2 separate regions of the Rattus norvegicus genome follow, and region 2 is linked to region 1. Evidence: chromatin contacts called from public Hi-C data. All regions are on one chromosome and are shown on one strand. Each heading gives the region's core, a stretch centred on a gene start, on an enhancer-like site or on the middle of the called end of the contact. The rest is flanking DNA. Distances are from core to core; before and after follow the strand shown.

The links. Hi-C and Micro-C count contacts between places; a contact is called where the count stands out from the background.
Region 2: a Hi-C map of the A7r5 cell line shows a contact between it and region 1, with 7 times the contacts expected there. The contact joins the promoter of Gpr3 here to the promoter of Ahdc1 in region 1. A contact is called at or near these places in 9 of 12 Hi-C or Micro-C datasets (the A7r5 cell line, Schwann cells, frontal cortex and 4 more) and 1 of 1 datasets of contacts at active chromatin or transcription factors (oligodendrocytes).

Annotation. Positions count from the first base shown.
Region 1 is chr5:150,510,970-150,516,850 of GRCr8, forward strand. Ahdc1 (AT hook, DNA binding motif, containing 1) reads left to right here and starts at 1,909. Exons shown (of 6, transcript NM_001134956.1): 1 at 1,909-1,992.
Region 2 is chr5:150,694,688-150,700,677 of GRCr8, forward strand. It overlaps Gpr3 (G protein-coupled receptor 3), which reads right to left and starts at 3,839. Exons shown (of 2, transcript NM_153727.2): 1 at 3,720-3,839; 2 at 719-2,741. The coding sequence starts at 2,736. The coding sequence ends at 1,747. It also overlaps a transcript of Cd164l2 not described here.

The DNA.
Region 1 (5,881 bases), core at 659-3,158:
GCCAAGAAGTTGGGATCAGCTCAGATCCAGTCAGTAAGTAACCAAGTAGCAGGGCAGTGACCATGCTATTCATCTGTTTATCCTGTAAACCTCAGCTAACACTTGTCTACCTTAGTGCCAAGGGAGGACACACAGACACGGGGAAGAAAGTCAACAGTAAAGGGGCGGGGGTGTGTGTGAGGGTGGTGGTGAGAGAGATAGGGGATCATCGCTGTTATCGCCCCAGGTTTAAGTAAGTGAGCTTTGGAATTAGCCAGATGCTGGATCCACCACGTTCTAATCGGGACACCTGAGCTTCAGAACTCTTATATCTAAAATAGATATAAGGTCTTGAAGGCGTGTTGTCGCGAGGCTCAAGGGCCCCGTGGTGCCCGGGTGCTCAGTAAATGGCAGCCGCGGCACTTCTTTCAGAGCTGTCCAGCCACCTCCCTGGGGTAACAAAGCCTTCCTCAGAGGCGCACATTCCCATCTGTGGGATAGGCAAGGCAGGGGGCCCAGAGCCAGGGGCTGGAGAACAGATGTGACCTGAAGAGGAGGTAGGTGAAAGTGCGCCCAGCCCCCACGCCGCAGCAGGAGCTGGAGAACTGTTGAATTCCGCTCACAAATAATTGTTCGAATTCGGGAGAAGGCATGGTATCTATAAATTGTCCAGGATTTTTGCGCCCTCGCCTCCAGTGGACGACAATAAAAAGTAGGCGCTGGAAGAACTAAATCCAGGGTTGAGTTTGGGGCGAAGGGCCACTAAATGCGGAGGAGACTGGCGTTTCCAGAGTGGCTTTCTCGCCAGAAGCCTCTTCCTAAAAGAAAAACGTCCCCAAATTGTGAGCGTTGGTCCTCCCGTCTCTCCATGGGCCCTCTCAACGTGTTTGGGACACCCCAGAAAGTCGCAGCTCTTTTGGCTCATCCTCTGATGCCCGATTCCACTCATTTCATTCTTAGACCCCGCCCCTGCGCTACCACCCGCAACCTTGGCGCAGCCAGAGCCCCGAGTAGGGGCCTCGGAACGCCGGGAATGTTCCTAACCCTTGAGGAGGATCAGCAGTCCTAGATAAAACGGGACTCATCCGGGCCGGGGATACTCCCGGACAGGGTCCGCTCCGGGCCGCGCCGTCGGAGCAGCCCGGAGCGGCCCCGCCCGCACAGTGCGCGGAGCGGCGGAGCGGTGACTACAAGTTCCGGCGTGCTTTGCGCACGCTCCCCCCCTGGGGTTCCGGATGGTGAGCAGCGAAGGTAAGGCGAGCTCGCAGAGGCAGCGGCGGCGGCGGCGGAGACGGAGAGAGGCAAGCAGGCAGGCAGGGCGAGGGCGAGAGACGGAGGGAGGGAGCGAGCGAGGCAGACCAGACAGACAGACAGGCGGGCGGGCGGGCAGAGCGAGCCACCCGCCAGGCTGCGCTCAGCCTCGCTCGCAGCGGAGAGAGCAGAAGGCAGGAGGAGGGAGGGGAGGAGGGAGGAGGGAGGGAGAGAGGGAATCCAGCTACCACCACCCAAAGCCAGCGTCTGCTTTCTGTCCTCATTTCCTTTTCCCACCCAGCTCGGAGAGCAGAGAAAGGCAGAGAGAGCGAGAAATAGAGACAGGCAGACAAACAGACAGACAGACAGAGCGGGAGGGAGAAGGGCGGCGGAGGAGGAGCAGGAGGACTACGCGGGGCGCCTTCCCTCCCAGGTTTGCAATTGGGGGGTTGGGGCGGGGGTGTCCAGGGCTGTGAGAGTGTGTGAGCGGCTGGGGAAGCGAGTGGGGCGCAGATAGCGAAGGAGTAATCGTGGTGGGGGGGGCGCCGCGGGAGCGGGGGGCCGTGTCCAGCGGAGTTAGCGGCGGAGAATGTGAGCCGAGGCGCAAGCCATGCTGTCAGCGACGGCAGGCGGCTCAGGGCTCCTCTACGACTCCTCTTCCCAGCAGCCGGGCGCCCGTGTTGCTGTCGCCGGCGGAAGATAGACGCCCCCCGAAACCCCTCGCTTGGCTCGGACCCACGGAGCCGGCAGCCCAGCACTCCGGTAAGTAGCGTCTCCTCCCCAGCTCTAGACGCCGTTGGGGACCGGCCGGCCAGGCTCTTTTGTGCAGCGCACTGTGGGGGGGGCCCAGCGCCCCCAGTCCGGTCCGCCGGACCCCGTGGCTGCGGTGCCCGCGGTGCGATCGGTCTTTGTTTCCACCGGGGCCCGCGGCTCGGCTGGGCTCGGCTCGAAGCCTGGCAGGCAGCGCCGGGAAGGGGGAGGGGGAGGTGGACGGGGAGGGGGGGCGGGGAGGGGGGGTTCTCGGGTTTCCTGGCCGCCCCGCGGCTCCCCCGGCTCGGGGGCGAGGTGCGCGCCCAGCGCTGCCGCGCACCCCCTCCTCCTTCCCCCTCCCTCCGCCTTTGGATTTAAAACTGCAATTTGCTCTCCAGCTTGCTGAGAATGTGGGGGGGGGGTGGGATGTAGGGGGACCGTGGGAGCGGAGAACAAGGCTGGATTTTAGGATAGGCGCTGGGAAAAGGGGAGACTGCGGAGGGAGGAGCCCCTCCCCTCCAGCCCCCAAATCCCAAGGTTCCGTTGGCGCTCTGGGAGTTGAGGGGCGGGGACCTAATGACCCGGAGGGGGTGTGGGGCGGAGGAGGGATTTGGGGGCGGCCTGGCCGGAGGGGTTGGGCCGCGTGCCCGGTTACCTGGCGAACAAAGTCGGCTCACTTTTGCATAAATAAATAAATAATCGTGTATCAATACGTTTCCTCTAGGGCTCTGATTGAATCGGCCCCCTCTTCCCCAGGGGGTGGGGTGCTGAGTGACAGCTGTCAGCCCCCTAGGTCGGGAGCTGGGGTGAGCTGTTGAATCTCTGCTTTCTGGCTGAGGGCGCCTTCCCCGGCTGGGTCTGGGTCCCTGGACAGAGCCAAAGGGGCAGGGGGCTGGCTCTGAGACTAGGAAATAACCTTGCTTCCTGTTCTACAGGAAAAGGGACAGCAACCCAGAGTTTGGGGGCTGGGGATGAGGACTGATGGGAGCTGGGGGGGAGGGTTCCCCAGCAGCCTGACCCCCCAGCCTCCTGCCAGGCGAAGGGGCCAGCTGAGGGAGGAAGGATGTGGGCCTTGCTGGCCGGAGGCGGGAGCTGGGGCTGTCCCTGAGGCGGGCAGCGGGCACAGATCGCAGAGAGCAGGAGGAGGGAGAGAAGCGGGGGCGGGAATTCTCTACCGCAGACCCTAGGGGCCAGGGCCAGATGTGGAGGGGTGGGGAGTCTCCCCTCCCTCCCAGCTTGGGGGCCCTGGGGCTGGGCTGGGAGGGGCTGAGCCTGGTGCCCTCGGTTCTGCACCAGTGCTTGACTGGCAGGGCCAGCTGAATTTGGGCCCAGGCGTCACCCTGGGAGGCAGGGCTGGGCTGCACCAGCCTGGTCCCTGAGCACAAGGAGGGACCCTTGGGGGGCCTGTGCCTGTCTGGCTGGGCAGGCGTTTCCCGCTGGACCAGTTGGTGTCAGGCGGGACTTGGCCCCAGCTCCCTGGGCTGAGCTCAGGGTGTGAGGACAAGCTTTGCCTCCGGGTCAGGGTGGCCACATTCTGTCCGCTCTTGCTGTTGCCGCTGGCAGGGCAGGGGCAGGAGCCCAGGCCTGGGCAGAGTCCTGCCAGGGGCATTTGGGGTGTTTCTATTGTTGACTTGTTCCTGTTCAGTGTGGCCCGGTGTGTGTGGCTGTGTGAGCCAGGGCTGTAAGTGAAAGATTACCAGTCTGTTCACCCCCCTCCCAGCACGGGAGGAGCAGGCAGGCTGGGCTGTGGTGTTCAGCTGTGGAGGGACCCTTGAGGTAGCACATGCATGCCACTTGTTAAAACGTCTTCCTTTGAGCAGATGTATATTTATTTTCATTGTAATGGAAAATCAAACGGGATAGTAAGTTGAATTCATTTCTCCTGTGTCAATAGCTGGAGGAATCCCCAGAGACTGGTGAACTTCTGGCCCCAGAGCTCCCACCCTTCAGAGGTGGCAGTGACTAGAGAGGGTATGAGCTTTGGGAGACCATGGGCATCAACCCAAACCTGTGACTCATCTCCCACTTGGTTTGGCATCGGAGCAGGTGCTCAGGTGGGGCAGACACTGCCCCCTCCCTAGGCATCTCCAGGGTGCAGTTTGACCATTCAGTCACCTTCCCGGCCAGTGCCTAAGTTGTGCCTATTCCCCCAGGGACAGTCCCCTGGTGGGCTTTCTTCTCTGCCTGGGCTGCAGGCCCACGTGCTGATATTTATTTTCTGTACTAAAATCCATTTTTAATGCCGTTACTTTTGAAATAATATAGAGAGAAACAAATGTGATGTGTTTAAGTTGCCCTCTGTGAGTTTTTAATGTGATCTATGGCTGAGGTAGTGACGGAAGGAGCCGTTGGGCTCAGAGAAATCTGTTGTCATAGAGAAAGACTTCGCTGTTTATTATGGTTGTTGGGCTGGGGGGGTCTGAAACAAGGTCTCAGGGTCAGGGAGCCCCTGACGCCCCCTGGTAATGTGGGTAAACAGTTTAGTTTCTCAGTTTTAGTGTGTGAGGCTTCCAGGATTACTTTATATTGTTCCCCAGCCTAACTGATGGGGGCCTTTGGTGATGGGGGGGCAACACCCTCCCCCCAGGCCGTGTGCTTAGCTATTGTCGGGGAGAGGTCTCCTGCTTGCTGAGTTAAATAGAGGTATAAATATGAAGGAAGGTTAGACCTGGATTCTGAAAGATGTTAAGGGGTGGGGGCTCCAGCTGATTGTAACTGGGGCAGACTGTTCCTGACAGAAGACAGTTTGGTGGGTGCACTGGTAGAGCCCCCAGTGGGATGTCAGCTTGAAGCGTGTCTCTGTTCCTCATTGGACAGGGCTTTCCTCCAAGCAAACCTGGATTTGGTCATTCTCCTTCCTTGCTTTCTGTACCACCTCCAGGGTTACTTATGAGCCTGTGTGTGTGTGTGTGTGTGTGTGTGTGTGTGTGTGTGTGTGTGTGTGTGTGTGTGTGTGTGTATCCTCGCCTGCTCTCGGTAGGGGGGAGGGAAGAGAGGGGGTGGAGAGCGTGAGCGAGCTCCTTGTCTTCTGCCAGTCTCCCAAGACCAAGGGGTGCCGTGCCTGTGTACCAGATGCCCTGGCCCTTCTGGTCTGGCTGGGTGAGGTCAAGCAGATGCACTATTATGGGATGGAGCCAAGCTCTATCTCTGGTGGCTGGGATCTCTTGGGACAGAGAGAAGGGGCAAAGCCTAGGTGTGGTGGAGTTAGCGACTGCTAGATGAAGCAAGGGTAACATTGTTGCTAATGCCAGCAGATGCTCACACACACACACACACACACAACACACACATACACAACACACACAGAGTAGGGTGGGGGGAGGAGACCCAGGTAGCTACATGCTGCTGAGGAGTGGGAAAGATAAGAGGCCAAACCTATTGAAGAGAGTGAGAGAGAAACTAGGCAAGGAATGCCAGGGTCTCTTTCAGGGCTCAGTGGTGGACCCTAGGAACCTCCGAGGGCCTGGGCTCCTCCCACTGCCTCTATCCTGTATCCAGATGCGGGCCACGCTGCCATGACTGAGGGCTAGGATTGGCTTGCGGGTGAATTATAGAAAGAAAAGTGCAAATGTCTCTGGGAAATGGGGGGGCAGGTGGGAAAGAGAAGAGGGAAGAATGCGATAGAATGAGGGAGGGAGGAGGATTCCGGGGGTCTTGACTTCCAGCATCAGAGCAGCCTTCCCTCTCTGCCCTCGGGTGTCTGGGAGCTGAACAGAGTCCTTGGGACCTGTGGGCGGGGCCTGGGCTAGGTGGGTTACTCCACAGGTTGGCAGGCACCCTGTGCTAGGAAACACCCACGTTATAAAAGTGGGGGACTTTAGCACCCCAAAGGTGTCTGTCATCATCCATTGAGATATCCCCCTCCCCAACCGAGTGCTTGACAGAAGGAATGCAGATCTAG
Region 2 (5,990 bases), core at 2,589-5,088, 190 kb after region 1:
TCCAACACAGAGACTGTAGCTACGTACCACCCCAGCCCAGAGCTTCCCGATGCTGTCTTGCAGTGAGCACAGACTTCCTCCCTTCCTAAACCCAAACACTGCTATGTGGAGGTATTCTAAAATGTGAATAAATCCCAAATGTGGGCCACTGATCCTAAGGACATAAGGTAAGGTCCAGAAGGTTCTGAGCCCCAGGATAGAAAGAAAGAAAGAAAGAAAGAAAGAAAGAAAGAAAGGAAGGAAGGAAGAAAGAAGGAAAGAAAAAAAGTCATTGTCTAGGAGACTGAACACAGATTTTGGAAACAGATGTTCCAGGTCTGAACATTATCTTGTATTTCTAGCTGTTTTTGCATACATTTAAGGTGGAGACAATATAGTCTGTGCCAGTCATGCTGGGCAGGGCACATGCAGCATCCTTAGCACAATGTTGCCCAGAGGAAACACTGTTGGGAGGAACCTATTACTGTGAAGGGAACTTGCATGGTACAAACAGGTTCTGCATGCCTGAGCCCCGAATTGGTTACTATGGACAGGCTGTGGGGTACCTTCAAACTAGGAGTATCCTGGGTTCTTGTCCCTTGGTAGGGAGGTTCTTGTAAATTGATGTCCAGGGTTTGGTTCAAGGGATACTGACTTCCCAGATTCCTTAGCGGGTCCCCGCTATCATGGCTCAACTCCATCCACACTATTCATATGCACAAACACAAGTATTTACCAAAAAAAAACCATTTTTATTGAGTAGGGTTGGGGACTGAACAGGAATGCACTGGGGGCCATACCCCAATTGGCAGAGGGCTGGGGGGATACTGGCTCTGCCCCGCCTCCTCTCGGGCACCTCAGGGTAAGGCCTGGCCCCCAGGCCATGGCTGTGGCGCTGAAAGCCAGGCTGGAGTGGAGATGGGGGGGTGCGTTTTACAATCCCGACTGCCTCGCCGAGTTGCAATTCCCCCAAATGGCCACCAGAGGGAAGCCGGGCCTCAGCGCAGAGGAATTCTCGGTTGCTCAGGTGATGGCTTCTTAAAAAAATAAAAAACCAGAGGCTGGTGTGTTCCCCTTGCAAACCCGAGCAGTGCGGGCCTGGGGAGGAGGCTCTGGTTTCTATGATTTCTCTGATAAAAAATAAGCAAAAATAACAAAATACGTGTTTTCTCTTTTTCCATCCCCCACTCCAGGAACTGAGGTCAGAAACGGGGTCGTGGAGGCTGGGGATACCCTGGTATGAACTAGATTTCTAGGTGAGGGTCTCTTTCTTTTTCCCTTACCACCCATAATTTATAAATAAATAAATAAATAAACAATAAATATACCTTCTTTGTATGTCCATATATATAGATAAATCTTTCTCTCTCATCTAGGCAACTAAGTGATTAACCTCCGACTCCGGAGCTTCGAAAGTCAAAAGCAACAATGATCAAGGTCAAGTTTCTGGGAAGGAAGATCAAGGACTTGGAATGGTACTGTAAAATTCCCAGCATTCTGGAATTGCAAACCACTTTGGGCTGTGAGACATTTCTGAGTGGGACCCTGACCATCTGGAACATTCTAGAGCCATGCAGTCAGCTGGGCTCGGCCCCTGCAGGAATCTTGAACAAGATCCCAAAACACCCAATGTCCTAGAACTCCAGAACCAGCTGGGTCTTAAGGGCGTGGGACTGGGTGGGGGAGGGGTGGTTGGAACTAAGCCCTGGCGGACCTAACCTTCTGAAGTTCTACGGTAGTCAAAACCACAGATCCACCAGGATCAAACTAGACATCACTAGGGGACCGGGACCGGAATGGGATCTTGGAAGTAGAACAGCAGCAGCAGATGGCCCACAGCACCTTCTGCACGTCTTGGTTGCGGAAGGCGTAAATGACCGGGTTGATCATGGAGTTGTAAGTGGCAGGGAGCAGGGTAAGGTAGGTGTAGAGAGGAGGAGAGTTGGCGTCTCCCAGGAGGCAGTAGACAGTGAAGGGCAACCAACAGGCGGCAAAGGCGCCAAGCACCACGGCCAATGTGGCGATGCCCTTGCGGGTGGCCACGTAGTGGGAGGCAGGCAGCAGGTGTCGTTGGAGGGCGATCTGCTGGGCGTGGCGGCAAACAATGCGGCAGATCTGGGCATAGAGCTGTAGCATGATGCCAAACACCATGAAGAAGACGATGGCCAGAACCACCAGATGGTTCTTGGAGAGTGGATAGACTACGCCGCACGTGGTCAGGCCATCCCGGCAGTTCCAGGCCAGCACGGGAACCAGCCCCAGGCCCAGGGCACCCACCCACACCAAGGCCAGCATCACGTAGGTTCGAGTTACTGTTGTCTCTGAGTAGTAGGTGAGGGCGTTGTACAGGGAAAGGTAGCGGTCAACGGTGATGGCCAGCAGGCTGCCGATGCTGGCAGTAAAGGCCGTTGCTAGCACGCCAACCAGCACCAAGCTCATCTCTGGTGAGCCAATACAGAAGTCAGCAGCGAAGTGCAGGACCAGGCCCAGGCCTGCCAGCAGGTCTGCTACGGCCAAGCTGCCCACCAGCAGGAACATGGGGGCGCGGAAGGCAGGCGTGCCCACAATGATGGCCACCACCAGAGCATTCTCGCAGGACACCAGGGTGCCTGAGATGCACAGCACCACATCCCAGGCCCTGGGAGAGGGCAGCAGTGTAGCTGGGCCTGTAGGTTCCTCTGCTGGGTCTATGCTCACATTCACACTGCCTGAGCCGGCTGAGAACCAGGCCATGGATCTTCCTGCACCCCACATCATGGTACCTGTAGAAGAAAGGCCTTGTGAGATCCTGGCAGGCCTGCAATCTGACAGGAGGCCCTTGGAGAAAAGAAAAAAAAAAAAATCCCTGGGGCTGGGGATTTAGCTCAGTGGTAGAGCGCTTACCTAGGAAGCGCAAGGCCGTGGGTTCGGTCCCCAGCTCCGAAAAAAAGAACCAAAAAAAAAAAAAAAAAAAAAAGTGAATCAAAGCTTACCATAAGTGAAGGGGGGAGCATGGGATTCAAGGTGTTCCCTCAAAAGGCTCACGCCAACCAGCGTGATAGGGGAGGGAAACATGTCAAGAAAAAGAGCAGTCAGCTCCCTCCCATCAGAGATGATGACTTGGTTCCTGAAGCTCCCAGACCCCTCACGATTCGCAGCCTCAGGCTCCGCCCCCAGGCAAACCCGGTGCAGCTCCTTGCCAGCCCCCACTCGACATTCCTAGGGTAACTCCTGGGAACTCATTTCCCGTACACTCTCTACCAGACTTCTGACTCTGGACAGACGTCCCCCCTCCCGGCACCCCCCCCTTCTTCCTAACCACTGGGTCTGCGTGGCAGACACCCCCTGGTGGAAGCATGATTCCTAAGTCAGACCCCTCCTTCTGTCCGGACACCTAGATCTTGGGCCTGACTCCGCCTCCTGCCTTGGATAGCTGAAGCCCTAAATAAGACACCTCCCGCTACTCGGACACCCAGATGCTCGCCCCAGACACCTCCTGCTCTCTCAACCTCAGATGACCGCCCGTCCCTCCAGGGCCTCAAGTCCCGCAGGAATGCTTACCCTTTGCCGGGTCACCCCATCATACTACTCAAGCACCCGAACACTTGGGGAGCTGCCTGCTAATGTAGAATCTGCTTCTCCAGAGTCCCAGGTACGACCCCCGACCCTGAGCACCCGCAAGCAGCCTTCCGCCGGCCCGGCGTCCCTGCACGCTGTGTCCTCCCAGACTCCGGGTACCCGCAGCAGGGCCCACTACTCACCCGTGGCTCAGGACCGGGTGCGGCCGGGCCGCGGGGAGCCTCCACTCAGGTTCTGGCAGAGGAAGGTGTGTGCGGACCCCGAGAAGCCCCCGCGGCCGCGGGAGACGCGGCGTGAGTCACCCCGCCCCGCCCCGCCCCCGGCCACCGGTTTGGTGACGTCTGAAGCCCAGCAGACCAATGGACGCTGCGCGCTGGAGCGCAGCGCGTGCTGCGCGGCATAGTAATGAGGCCTCGCGCCGCCCGCTCCCCCATTCATAAAAAGTGACCGTGGCCGCGGCCCCGCCCCCTCCGGAGCCGGCTCTCTCTGTCCTTGACGCGGCGCCCTCTGCGGGTCGGGGGTTTTGGGGACGCTAGTGGGAGAGCCTTAAAAGAGGCCACAGAAGATGCGGGAAGAGGTCAAGGGATTGGGATAGTCTGCGGGGGTGATGAGTACCTTCGGTAGCAGAAACGAGCTGACACAAGACAGGTGATGGAGCGAAATGGGCGTCCCCGGTGAGGATGACAGGCTTTGCCTCTGATAGGGCCCTGGGGTGACGGTGACAGGAGCACGAGGGAGCAGGGAGGTGGGTGGCTGTGACGATATGAGCGTGGTGACAGGATCTTGGAGGATGGCGACTGTGGGACGTTGACGATAGAGAGGTGTAGGCCTTCTCAGGGCAGCCACAGCATTGTCAGGATGACTGCACCATGATGGAGCTCGGGGACCCTAGGGTGGCAGAAGTGGTGACAAGGCTTTGGAGATGAGTATTCAGGTGAAGGAACTTGAGGTCACTGTGACCCTGTCAAGTGTTAAAAGACTGAGGTGACAAAGCTAAATGAGGGCTGTGGGGTCCTGAAGTAAAGATCAAATGACTTGGTGAGTGGGCCCCAGAGTGAGGGAACAGGGTAGGAAGTCTGACTGGACGGGCGACCCAGCAGGTAAGTTGCTGTCAGGACCAGTCCTGTGATGTTGGGGTTGAAATAAGGAGCTGGGTGACGTCACTTATGTGGGCCCAATAGCGTCCTCGCTGCACGGGAGGGTGCGCCTGGCAAGATTTCAAAACCTGAATTATTTATTCAAGGATCTGAAAAGCGGGGGTTGGTGGGGGGGTCACTTCCCCGAAGCAGGAGATAGGGAGCCGGGAAGAACTTGGAAGCAGGACTCGGCAGCTCCGTGCCTCTATGAGCACCCAGTTTTAGGTACCCAAGGGAGGTGGAACTGGAAGAAAACTTCCTCTTTCTCAGCTCTGCCAGCTTTATCCTTAGGGAAATGCCCCATCAGATCTAACCCTAGTGACCAACCCTGTCCTGCCTCCCTTTGATCTTCTCTGGAATGTTCGAGATTTTCAGAGGGTGATGGGAGTTAAGGGTCAGGCGTCCATCTGAGGCTGAGGAAAGAAGGCCAAGAGACAGGGAATACATCATACCCTCACAGATATGACAGAACCTGGCTGGAGAGAATGGCACTTTTTTTTTTTTTTTTGGTTCTTTTTTTGGAGCTGGGGACCGAACCCAGGGCCTTGCGCTTGCTAGGCAAGCGCTCTACCACTGAGCCAAATCCCCAACCCCCGGGAATGGCACATTTTGGGTCGGATATGGTGAGTTCATATGGTAGAGGTCAGGAGACTAGCTTCCAACCCTAATTCTTCCATTTCCTGTGACTTTGAGGCCCTGTCAGGCCCTCCGAGCCTATTTTTTTCATGTCTCACCTGCTGGGAACCGTTGGGGAGATGTGGCCCATTATCAGCATGGGTTGTATATTGGCTGTCAATGGTACATCTGGTCAGTAGAGGACAACGCAGGAGGGCACTAAGAAAATGAAGAATGGTCACAAGAAGCTATGCCTTTGAGGGACCAGGCTAGAGGAGGCTCTCCTGCTGCAGGATCTGTGTATGGACTCCTCCTTGGCTCCTTCAGAATGCTCCTTTTAGCCATTTCTTCCCTAAATGGGCTTCCTGACCTCTGTCACAGATGACCAACTAATCTCCCTCTCCTTCCCTCCTCTCCTGGTTATGTTCTACAGTGTGCAGAACTCCTACAACAAAATGCTCACCCAGGTTTCTTTTTCCTGTTTGCTTGGAGTCCGAGCCTGTCCCACTAAGCCTGTCACTGTCCCATGTGACAATAATGACTCGGTTTGGTTTGTGCTAGGGACAGTGCCTGATACGTAATTGGTATTCAATTACCATTATCTGTTGACTGATGGAAGGTAACAAGATCGGTCAAATAGAAAAACCGAGGGTTGGGGATTTAGCTCAGTGGTAGAGCGCTTGCCTAGGAAGCGCAAGGCCC